2 separate regions of the Drosophila melanogaster genome follow, and region 2 is linked to region 1. Evidence: chromatin contacts called from public HiChIP or PLAC-seq data. All regions are on one chromosome and are shown on one strand. The core of a region is the stretch at or near the end of the contact, and the rest is flanking DNA. Distances in the headings are between cores, read along the strand shown.

Region 1 (6,167 bases), core at 1,945-4,444:
TTAAATATATTCGTGTTCATGTGTGAACAGTTATTAAGTTGATTTTTTTCGCAATTTCTCTCAGTGTGTTTTGTGTGTAATTTCCAATTTAAAATTTTATGTAAATAAAAGTAACTCAAATTTTTAAATCTCGAATACTTTGAAAATATACGAAAATACAGGTACTTTCACTCGAATTTCAAATCTAAACGACTTTAATAATACTTTGCAGTTCTGTAATTTTTCCCGCCGATGTAGGGTTACGTCAGACATTCTGTCTTAAGCATTTTATAAATATTTTTTTGATTTTTCTTATGCTTACTTCATCCGGAAGTTCTCCCAGTGTATTTTTGTCTCCTAACCCTGCTTTTTTTGTCATCGTGCTTAACTATACTTTGTGTTCTTTTTTTATTAATACATCTTTCTAACAATTAAATTAAATACAAACCGCAGGGTCTTAATTTATTTGAGACTGCGTTCGCGCTACGGTTGCTTCTATAGGCTTTGGTCACTCAATGGTGCTCCACGGGTTCTCCACTGGACGGCCTGACCAAAGACACTAGAATAACAAGATGCGTAACGCCATACGATTTTTTGGCACACGATTTTTTCGCCGTGGCTCTAGAGGTGGCTCCAGGCTCTCTCGAATTTTTGTTAGAGAGCGAGAGAGCGAAGAGCGCTACAGCGAACAGCTCTTTTCTATTATTCTAGTTATTCTAGTGTCTTTGGCCTGACTCGGTTTTATTCTATCTTTCTGCCCGCCTAAACAGTTAAATCCATCGCGTCAACTAACTGATCACTTTTCCCCTGATATTCACTAACCTGTGACTGCCCCAGTCAAACCTTGGGGTCTGGGCGGTGAAACTGCTGCGCAATGGATGCGAAGATTTTTCCAGATTAAATTTCCGGCTGGAAAACACATGCAAAAACTTAGACCGCGCACCGTTTTCTGGCGAGTAAAACACATTATGATAATATAATTCCGCACTAAAAAAAATGTACTCGCCGGCAGGTTATAATTTTACAACAAAACGAACTTTTCATGACTTGACGCCACGACGATTTGTTTAGAAAAGAAATAGAACGGAAACTCAAGTCGGGGTTTAAATGAATTTAAAATGGCCCTAAATTAGTACCCCAAGGCTAAGCGCATACTTCCCAAAGTCTGTCTATCAGGAGCTTTCATAAGAGCTTCAGTCGCCACTACAAAGCCAACAAGCACGGCATTCCGTATGGAACACGCTCTATGCCTTATTTTCTGTGTGGGGGCCTAGTTCATAGGGCTGACCCTCTGATATGCAGTTATTTCAAAAAGTGTGGATATTATGTTTGAATTATTCCTGAAATGTCCTTAAGCAAACGTCCTTTAAGGTGGTTTAGGGAACATTTTGGAACACGCTCTCCGATTGGAGATATTCCTTAAAAATTGGAATACATATTTTTTAGTTGCACATTTTATATACCTTCTTAAGTCCCATAAAATAAAGTCGTACATACATAGTTAGACCAAACTTTTCTAAAACATTTAGCTTTTATATTTTTAAGGATTCACCTGTAAATAACGAAAAATAAATAAATAAAAAAGTTCCCATGAAAAAAACTCCACCGTTCCGCCAAAGACCCTAGAATAACAAGATGCGTAACGCCATACGATTTTTTGGCACACGATTTTTTGGCCGTGGCTCTAGAGGTGGCTCCAGGCTCTCTCGAATTTTTGTTAGAGAGCGAGAGAGCGAAGAGCGCTACAGCTAACAACTGTATGTGTGCACACGTATGCTCATGCATTGTAAATTTGACAAAATATGCCCTTCACCTCAGAAGTTCTTAGACTTTAAATCTATATTATTTTTGATCAATTGGCACCATGCGAAAAATTCTTGTTTTGCATTGCCTTAACGTTATTATTGTTTGAAAATAGATTAGAAATAGCCAAATCTATGTACATATTATCACAAAAATAAATTTCAAAAATGGCTTTATATTAGAATATTTGTCATTAGAGTATTCATATTGAGGCGTGTGAAAAATTAATAAGGCAATGATTGTTGAGTGCTTGTGTCCGCACTTCGTGCCGCAAGATATGAACAAAGCAAAGACACTAGAATTATTCTAGTGTCTTTGATATGACTTTTGCAATAAACAGTTATCATATTTTTATGAAATTTATGAAATTACAGTAGTTATAATAATTTCTATTGTACTTCCTTTAATTATTTAGTATATTTATTAAGTCATTTGACTTAATATGATGTAACATTAACATTAAAAGTGTTTAAAAAAAATATTTCGCTTTTAAAAAATTGTCAGATGAAAGACAAATTAGAATTAAACAAAAATATAAATGTGTAAACGGATAAACGAATAATTCTAGTGTCTTTGCTTTGTTCATATCTTGCGGCACGAAGTGCGGACACAAGCACTCAACAATCATTGCCATATTAATTTTTCACACGCCTCAATATGAATACTCTAATGACAAATATTCTTACATAAAGTCATTTTTGAAATTTATTTTTGTGATAATATGTACATAGATTTGGCTATTTCTAATCTATTTTCAAACAATAATAACGTTAAGGCAATGCAAAACAAGAATTTTTCGCATGGTGCCAATTGATCAAAAATAATATAGATTTAACGTCAAAGAACCTCTAGGGTGAAGGGGATATTTTGTCCCATTTACAATGCATGAGCATACGTGTGCACACATACAGTTGTTAGCTGTAGCGCTCTTCGCTCTCTCGCTCTCTAACAAAAATTCGAGAGAGCCTGGAGCCACCTCTAGAGCCACGGCGAAAAAATCGTGTGCCAAAAAATCGTATGGCGTTACGCATCTTGTTATTATAGTGTCTTTGGTAATACCTAACATTTTTTCATTAAGTCAATGAACTCAAAATATGGAAATTAATTTATAAATATTTCCACTGTGTTATAAACCCTGTGTGTTATAAACCTGTGTTATATAAACCCGTGATAAAATTATAACATGTTATACATATAATTCTTTCGATTGATCAGAAATTAAATGTTTGATAAGAAAATGTACTAATTGTATTATATTATGGAATTAAGAATATATTTTTTGGTATATTATTATTATAAGTTTCATTAAATATCGATAGACATCTTGCTGTAGTGGACATGTACTATTATTACGGTTCCATATGGGCTAATTTTAGTTCTTTTAGAAATTCGGTCACACTATTGATGAAGAAGGTCAAAATAAAAACTAGCTCAGTCGAGACAAAAACGTATGTGTCAGTGTAGTAGATTAACGTATAGAAAAACTGCAACACAACTTAAGTGAGATTGCCATTCAATATGTTCGCCAACAAATTGTTGACCTGCTCGGCATTACTAATAATGTTATTTTTACTAAGCAGTACAGGTTAGTGCCAAGCCAATTAAACCCTTTTTAAAACAGCAATGAAATGCGTCGCATTGGAGGCCTTTGTTCAATGTGATAATACATCGCAGTTCTTTTTATATGTATATGTATGTCGTTTGTTCATCGCACATAATTTATTTTTCCGGTGCCGTTCACGTCGCCATATGCGTTAGTGTCTTATCGGCGTAATAAGGTGTAAACGGTTGAATTGCGAGTTTTGCCTTCGTAGATCAAGGGTTTTAAACCTATTTCAGTAATCTGGCTATCCTTTCATAACTCTTCTAGAAAAATGGTGTCGCTTACGTTCGTTAGCCCCGGAGAACATCCATTTTTACCCCTTTCGCTTATTTGTTCTGGCAATTTACAGTTTTGTATGCAGATAAAGTCATCCGCCACCGTATGCATCCATATTTATTTTATGCACTTAAAATATTTATATGCATGGGTGTATAAATCGGCATATCATATTAAATTTGTATCCGCCATATAGCATACTTTAGTTTTTGGTTACTATCTGTCAATTCATATAACAAGATTTTGGGTCATTTGTTCAATACCAATGTTAGACATTTGTGCACATAGTATATACAAAATAATATATGACATAAAAAAAACAATCTGTGATAAAATAACAACAAGAGATAACGCTATAGTCGGTTCTCTGACTATCAGACTATGATAAGCGGATAAGACAACAAAGACTTGGAGCTAGACTGGGCATATGTATGTACCTACATATTTGGGGAGACATATTAAAATAAACAATTTAAAACATTTTTTTTTATAGCATGCGTGATAAAATGTTTCGGCATAGCAACAGAAGGATAAATGATTAAATCAGAAAATATTTTTTATTTTTTAATTTGTAGTGTGTTCCTACTAATCTTATCTTGTTAAATAGTTCTATAACCAGACCGAATTTAAAATTCGATTTCGACCTTATACATTTGGTTTGTATAAATATTTGACAATATGTTACGGTACGGCCATTTTCATAGGATCTCTACAAATCACTGAAAACGGAAATAAATTGTCCATCAAGTCCAAACTCACTAATATAAATAACAAAGGGTAATTTTTTGATAAGAGAACAAAGGAAATACAATTAGAGCTAACCATATGTACATTTGAATCTCTAATAAATAATTTTTTTTTCACGTCAATTTAAAGAAAATTCCGATTTAATAAAGAAAAGCTTTAATATTTTTAAAAATTCTTCTTTTAGTGTTCTCTCAAAAGCTTATTGGCTTGCCGAGAGTCGGTAAAAATGTTAGTGATTTGTTTCTGGAACAAGCAAACCCACTGACCAGCAGCTCCTCAACAATCTCAACGTCTTCGACAACAACTGAGAAACCTATCACAACCAGATCAACTTCTACAATAACTCCGAGATCTACCACACCTTCAACGGAATCACCATCGACCACCGCACCAGTGATAAGCACGACCATTGCCCCGCAACCATATCCGCAACCATCCATTGGGGCTTGGAATACCTCTTGTATTATGCTTCAAATGGCGGCACAACTTAATTTTACCTATGAGGCTAGGGGTAAGAAAATAAATCCATATTTAGATTGCGATCGAATTACGGCATTGGTGAGGTATGGGCTCTATTAGATTTTATAGAAACTCGTCTCACAGTTTTAACATTTTAATGAACTTACTGAAATCGATAAGGCAAATATTTCAGTTTAGATTAAAAAGAGATGTACATATGTAAGGATATATGTATGTATATTATATATATTATATTTACATCACTGTACACATAGAAATGATAATCAAGTTTTCAGACAATAACGAGTGATGCACTAATGATGCACTAAGGGTAACGTAAGGATAAAGACGGAGCGCAAGTTTGTTGACCCATGTTGCCACGTCCACAAACCATTTTTTTTCCCATTTTATTCCCCAATATCTATCGATATCCCAGAAAAATTATAAAAGTTGCGTTCGCATTCACACTAGCTGAGTAACGGTTACCTCTTCGGGTATCTCTTTTGTTTTTAGTTTAAATCGAATGGTGTATCAAGACTTACATAAGTAGTACATCGTATATATAACTTAATAACTTTCACTCCGTTTTGGACCATTTATAATAGTTATCTTTTAAATAATTCATCAGTAAACCAGTATTTAACATATTAAAAAGTGTATAACAGGTAGAAGAAATCGTTTCCCAGTCGAGCTCAAGGAAGCTGGGTTCGGTAAAATCGAATTTATGAAATTTGAAAGCTGGAATAGTCTGTCCATCTATGCTAATGGGCAAACGCTTTTTATTAATTATTATTTGTACTTAAATAAGCAATTATACTTACTTCTAACTTCATATATTATTATAACTAAAAAAAACTTGCATCTTTGTAAGAATATCCGACTAACGAAGACTTTTATCTTTAGAGGGAAACTTTACCACCGGTCTGTACAACATCCCCAGCAACGCATCTGTTGAAGATGCAGAATGTAAAAGCCAGACTACTCAGTTTATTCATCTGATTTGGGGACCAGAAACATCAAAGCAATCATTAATTATGTATTTTAATAAAAGTAATGACACCACTGTGCTTTCCTTTATGCAAATTCATCTGGCTTTGCTGCCTGAGGATTTTCCAGATGCAAAGGGTAAGAAAATATAAAAAATAGTAGACAGATCTGTGTCGAATAATCCCCAATTCCAGAAAATCAAACGGTTCAGCTTATTACCAGGAGCGACGGAGCGTTTAAGACACCAGAAAATATGTCGTATCACTGCACTCGTGTTCAGAAGATAAATATGACTGAGACACTCGATGCTGAG
Region 2 (6,167 bases), core at 1,740-4,239, 180 kb after region 1:
CATAAAAAAAATATACAGAATTGTGATTTTTGTTGATTTCAGTCAGAAGACCGCAACGCAGTGAAGAAGACATTTGCGTATTTTTCTTTCGAAATTTCTGTGCACACAAACGACGCATTCAAAGTGTAAACACCAAACATATCATTGCAATCCATTAGTTTAAAGCCTTTGATTACAAATATACCAATTATTTTAAATGGGATAAAACCAGTTTTAATGGCATAAATTCTTTAAAATATATGTCTATATACATATCATTGAAACATGCACAGTTGTATATACTTTACATATATGTAGTACAATATACTTGCTTTAGTATGTCCTTTTACTCTACGATTAAGGGGTTTAAATACTTTTATTATTCTTCTGTCTGGTTTTAAATATCCATTCTATAAATTCTATAAAAAAATAGGTAATTTTGCGCTGAGCTAAAAATTATAACTCCAGGTAGTCGGGGAACAGAAGAGTGAAAGGTAGGGGACGATGTGTCAATTGCATATCCAGGTAGACATAATAAAGCCCGATAGTTAGGAAAAAAAAGCAACGGAAATTCGGGGGAATCAGAAAAAATATGAGATTTCCATTTCGGTGCAGATGTGCATACGAAAATTTTGACCGATAACAACACATGATCCTTACACTAAAAGTAGTTCAACATTATTAAGGTAGATACATTTTTTAAATTAAAGTTATCAATAAATAAAAGCCCTTTAACTAGGACTTGTACTAGCAAAATATTAATATTTTTATTAATTTCAGCAAACGTTTATTTTAACAATTGATAATTAAATTGGTAGTATCGTACCACACACAAATTTATAATTGACTTTTTAGCACACTCACCTTTGCGTTTTCTCACAATCTAACGATACAAGCATTTGCACATATCAGCACAATGACAAAACGGCAATTGTTAAAAATCCAATAAATAAAAATTCGTTCACTTTAGATCACGACTCGAAGAACCACAATTACAGCACGCGAAAAAATCTCCAGTTCGCTGTTGGAAGACAGCAGTTTTACTATTCTGGTGAACCGATCGTCACAGGAGCGATGACTTGAATATTCTGAGGGAATTCCGGAGGGACAGTTTGTTTCGACTGAACAAACATTTTCTTTTTATTTTATTTGTATATTCGGAATTCGAGTGAATAATTCAGTTCAAATTCAGATTTGGTAATTGAAACATTATGTCTTGACAAGACTTTAAATACACTACCAAAATTATCACTTGTAATGGGGCTGGTGAGTGGTAATTTTAACCACAAAAAATATTAAAATCCTAGCAAGTATTTTTGGATTTTTTTTATAGAAAGACACCAGAGAAAGCCTATATGGCGTTTAACAACTCATTTTCAAATGCTTTATTTCAATCGTAGATCGTGCGGGTTAAAACCATGGTCATTGTATTCAGGTATGATATGATATGAGCACTAAAATATATATTTCTTTTAAAAAAGTTGTTGAACATAAAGAAGTCTTAACAAAGTGAAAACTAGTCACGATCGCAACACGAACATAAATAGCTAAACTTGCCACTAGCCGCCAGATCACAAATCTTCCCGCATTAAGGAGTTAAAAAACAACCTAAGTAGAAAAAAAAACCAAATTGGTCTGGCTTATAGGTATTCATAAAATTTTATAAATACATATAAATGCACATATGCTACTCAACAACATAAAAATCGACTCTCTTGCCCACTATCTCTCTTCTTAATGTTTTTATTGTATTTTTTTTTGGGATATTTACTTTCGATTATTTGCTAAATTAATTCTTAGCACCAACAATAATTTTACCATCATTTTTATTATCGGTTTATTAAAATTTATATATTTTAAGATTAATCGTTCATATAAAAAAATTCAGAGCCCGTCAAGCCCTCCCTACAAAGGCTCTGGAATAAGTCTAGTGTCTTTGCTCCCTCTCTGTCAAATCACCTAAAAAGAAGCTGGCAAAAACTCCAGACAAAAAGACATCACGAAATTGTTTTTCTGTATACTACAAGTGTATACGAATATGTTCTTAAATCGTTGTTTCCAAAATTAAAAATGTATGTATATATTGATGGTCAATTACCTGTATTTCGAGTAAAAGTTCCTGCTTCTTGCGTCGCAGCTCAATCAGCAGTTTTTGCTGCTCCGGTGTAAGTTCTGCAAGAACGAGATGCGAATCAATAATAAATTCATATACTTGTTTCTGGGCATTTTGTAAATTGTATCGCAACACCAACAGTAAAAATAAAAAACACCAGAGCAGCATTCCAGGCACACGCGCCCAACACACATACACACGTGCATACACGAGCTGTTTGCGATGCGATGAAAGCATCTTGTAGGCTACGTCACTAGCTTAGGCCGATAAACAATTTTCACTTGTCGAAACCACAATGGATTGCTAATTGTGCAAATTGGCTTATTAGCGTTACCAAAGCTCTTCGGACTTAATTCTGACGAAGGCCAAAAACGAGAACGCAATGTACATATGTACATAATATACATACATATGTGCACTAACATTTCACCTAGCACACAAGTCTATACATACAAATGTTGCTTGTTGCTTCTCTTATTTTGTAGTTGTGGGTATCCCAATTTGTGATCTTAATAAAATTTTATCAATACAAAGATTCGTATTCTGTTCATGCTAGGCTATATCCTTCGGGCCAGCAAAAGTATCTGCTGTTTACCTGGCATTGAGAATTCACTGCGCCCCTTTGATATGGCACCGTACGATCTGTTGTCGAAATTGTCCATTGCGCTAATCATCGCGGAGCTACTGAGCTACTACACACACTCTCGCGCACACGACACACACTCTAGTTGTACATTTTTCACCAGCAGTTGGCTAATTTTTAAGGCTTTTCATTGAACAATCAAAGACGAACGGATAATAAACAAATCAACACCAAAAAAATTCTATCGCCATTTTCTTTCAGCTCTCCACTAGGGATGTGCTGAATTCAGCTATCGGTTGAGTAAACAACTGAAAAATAACAAGTGCATGCTGACTTAAGCTGGGTGTTACGCGAGCTCTGTGTGGCCACTTTTAAAATATCCTGATGCCACTGCATCTTGTAACCAAACGTAAGAACTTTTTAATCAGTAGAACTAAAAAAATTAGGGCTAATTATTTACTTGCAACAATACATTAAATATTTTTAGGGGTACACTTTTTCAGAGATTAGAGCAGACCTTATCTATTTCAAGACAAATAGCTTGAAAAGCTGTAAAACAACTTTGTTACATCCATTATGGTGTGATTTGCGGGAATCGGCTATTACCATTTCGAAAATTGTTTGTTACAAGTTAAAAACATAAACTTAAAGTTTTGGACGTACATAAAAATATAACATTAAAACAACCTTGTTATAAAAAAATACAATACCACCAATACTTACTGTCCATTTTAAATCTGTTAAAAAATTCACTGAACGAATACGTCTTTCGTCATAACTCCATTTAAAATATCGTCAGGAAATTTACACATCATTTCGTTTTTTTAACGGCACAAACACCTCGGACTTGGTGGCAACGCTGCCAACATATGTGTGCACTGGCATCGATAATTTTTACATCCCTATTTTGAACCGCAGAATTCTAGAAAATTCCACTCGCTGGCCATAGTAATTGTCCGAATTAGTTTAAGCTAAGACTGCCGGATCAAAAGTAAACCAACATCTTCCATCTTTTCATAAAATTGAAGACAGTTTCATACAATTCTACAGTAAGAAAGCGATGGCCAAGTGGGGAGAAGGAGATCCGCGCTGGATTGTGGAGGAGCGGCCCGACGCCACCAACGTGAACAACTGGCACTGGACGGAAAAGAACGCCACGCCATGGTCCAAGGACCGCCTGCATCAGCTTTTTCAGGATTTCAAAATAGGCGAGTATATAAGAATTTGTAGTAGTGTAGAACATACATTTTAGGTATATCCTAACCTAAAAGTAAACTTCTCAAAACGCAGGGCAAAGCGACATTGAGTGTGCCGTGGACTCCGTGGACAAATGCTCCGGGGAGGCCACCGTGAACAATCGCAAGGGCAAGCTCATATTTTTCTACGAGTGGGAGCTGGTGCTCAAGTGGTCTGGAAAGCTCCTAAAGAACAGCAAGCTGATCCACAAGGGCAAGTTAACCATTCCCAATCTCTCCGAGGAGAACGAACTAGCCGACGTAGAGATCACGGTGACAATCGACGAGTCCAACGACGAGTCGGAGACCCTGAAACAGTTCATGTACAACGTGGGACGAGACCGCGTGCGGCAGCAACTGGCTTCCTACATCCGAGAGTTGAAGGAGGAGTACTCCAAGAACCTTATCCTACCAAAGAAGGGCGACGAGGCCGGAGCGGGAAATACTGTGGCGAATTTTAAGGATGCCAACAATACCCGTAATGCAGCCCAAAATATCGCTTTAAACTCCTCGGTGGCGGCTCCTAGGCTGAAGAACTCTGGCATCGGCTGTAAACTGGACGTTCGCACTCTCTCGATGACCGAAGAATTTCACTGCAGCGCCAATGACCTTTACAACGCTCTCACAAAGCCAGAAATGGTCACTGCCTTTACGAGGGCACCTGCCAAAGTAGATGCCGTGCGCGGTGGAGAGTAAGTTTTTGTCCCTGGTCGTTTTATTTTACCATCACATCAGGACCGTTTGTGTCGTCATTTAGTAATCTTGTTATGAATAACCATAAATTTCGCCCCTCGCCCTTGTCTTCACTTCTTTATGGTAAGTAATCTTTTGTCTTTTATTGTAGATTTATTCTTTACGGAGGCAATGTGCTCGGAAAATTCGAAGAGCTCGTCCCTGAAAAAAAAATACAGCAGAGCTGGCGTCTGAAAAACTGGACATCTGGTCACTACTCAAACGTTGTCATAGAGCTGGAAGAAACTGTAAGTTACTAGGACAACGAAAACTAGATATATTATTATTTATTTTTTTAAATTGACCCGCTTAGTGATCCTGATTAACAATATACGATATAATTTTCAAAGAATGTAGTACTCCTTATCAGTCAATAAATAACGCGTATAAGACCATATTCCTACGGGCCTCTAAATTCGAAATATTTACAAAATTTTATGTGCACAAAGAAAATAGTAATATGAAAAAAAAATAACTTTGTGATTTGTCTATTTATTATTTATTGGTTAAGAAAAAAATTAAATTCGTTACAATACGTCGGATTTAAACTTATGAATGTAATGATTTTGGTTTAGTACATTTTTGAAATTTACATTCAGGTTAAATTCCTATTAATACCTAATTACATTATATGATGGAAACCAGCAAATTTGGTTAAAAACGATGTAAAAGCTCGAATCTAATCTAAAAATAAATTCCTGAAGTAAGGGTTCTGCGAAATAGGATGAAACGGATAAAAAACTCTGTATGCCCGTAGAGAAATATGGTCTAGTAGATTCGTTGAAGAATATTTAACAGGATGAAGTGAACTTTTCCGACGCTATATGTATTATTGATCAGTATCAGTAGCCAAATCTATCTAGCCTTGTCTGTCCTTATGAATTTTGAAAAAAGTTTTGAATTTTTTTCGTGTTATTATTTGCCGTTCCAATTTCTATCGAACGTCAAATATATATAATTAGGAAATGTACTTTATTTACCTCTTACTAGTAAATTTAATGGACGATGTTCGTTTGTCAGCCGTCTTTTCGGAGGCAATGCAGCATATTCATCTTTACCTATCTCATTTTTAAAATATATTATTAATACTCCCAGAGTGACGACCACACAATTTGTACTTAATTTATTTCTTTATAGTCGGGGAACTCTATTATAGCGTTCTTCCTTGTTTAATTTTAAGTTTTGCGATCCTTCCTTAAGCTTAATTTTCCTGACTTGACTATAACCAATAAGGATTTTTTTGTATGCCTGTTTTTTTTTTTTTAATTTGTAAGCGTTACTCGCTATACATTCGGAGAATGATGCTTTCAGTGCTATCCCAAAATAATATTTACCTCAAATATAACGCTTCCTCCTTGCAGTCATCCAGCACAATGATGTCGCTCAAGCAGACCGGGATACCCGCGTCCGAATTTGATGCGATGAAGACAAACTGGTACCGATATTACTGGCATAGCATCAAACAGACCTTTGGATTCGGTACCTCAATATCTGATGCCTTATAAGAGGACGCTTCTAGTGCGGA

The links. HiChIP or PLAC-seq counts read pairs in DNA pulled down with a chosen protein or histone mark.
Region 2: a contact with region 1 is called in a Psq HiChIP or PLAC-seq map of the Kc167 cell line, with 2.9 times the contacts expected there. The contact joins the promoter of step here to the promoter of Lamp1 in region 1. A contact is called at or near these places in 2 of 107 Hi-C or Micro-C datasets (the Kc167 cell line and the S2 cell line) and 2 of 6 datasets of contacts at active chromatin or transcription factors (both in the Kc167 cell line).

What each region holds. Positions count from the first base shown.
Region 1 is chr2L:21,570,195-21,576,361 of dm6, forward strand. Lamp1 reads left to right here and starts at 3,195. Exons shown (of 4, transcript NM_136267.5): 1 at 3,195-3,367; 2 at 4,593-4,919; 3 at 5,771-5,992; 4 at 6,049-6,167. The coding sequence starts at 3,301.
Region 2 is chr2L:21,754,477-21,760,643 of dm6, forward strand. step (steppke) reads right to left here and starts at 2,990. Exons shown (of 11, transcript NM_001273749.1): 1 at 2,688-2,990; 2 at 2,078-2,151. CG1416 reads left to right here and starts at 3,534. Exons shown (of 4, transcript NM_136277.3): 1 at 3,534-3,883; 2 at 3,966-4,602; 3 at 4,755-4,890; 4 at 6,004-6,167. The coding sequence starts at 3,736. The coding sequence ends at 6,147.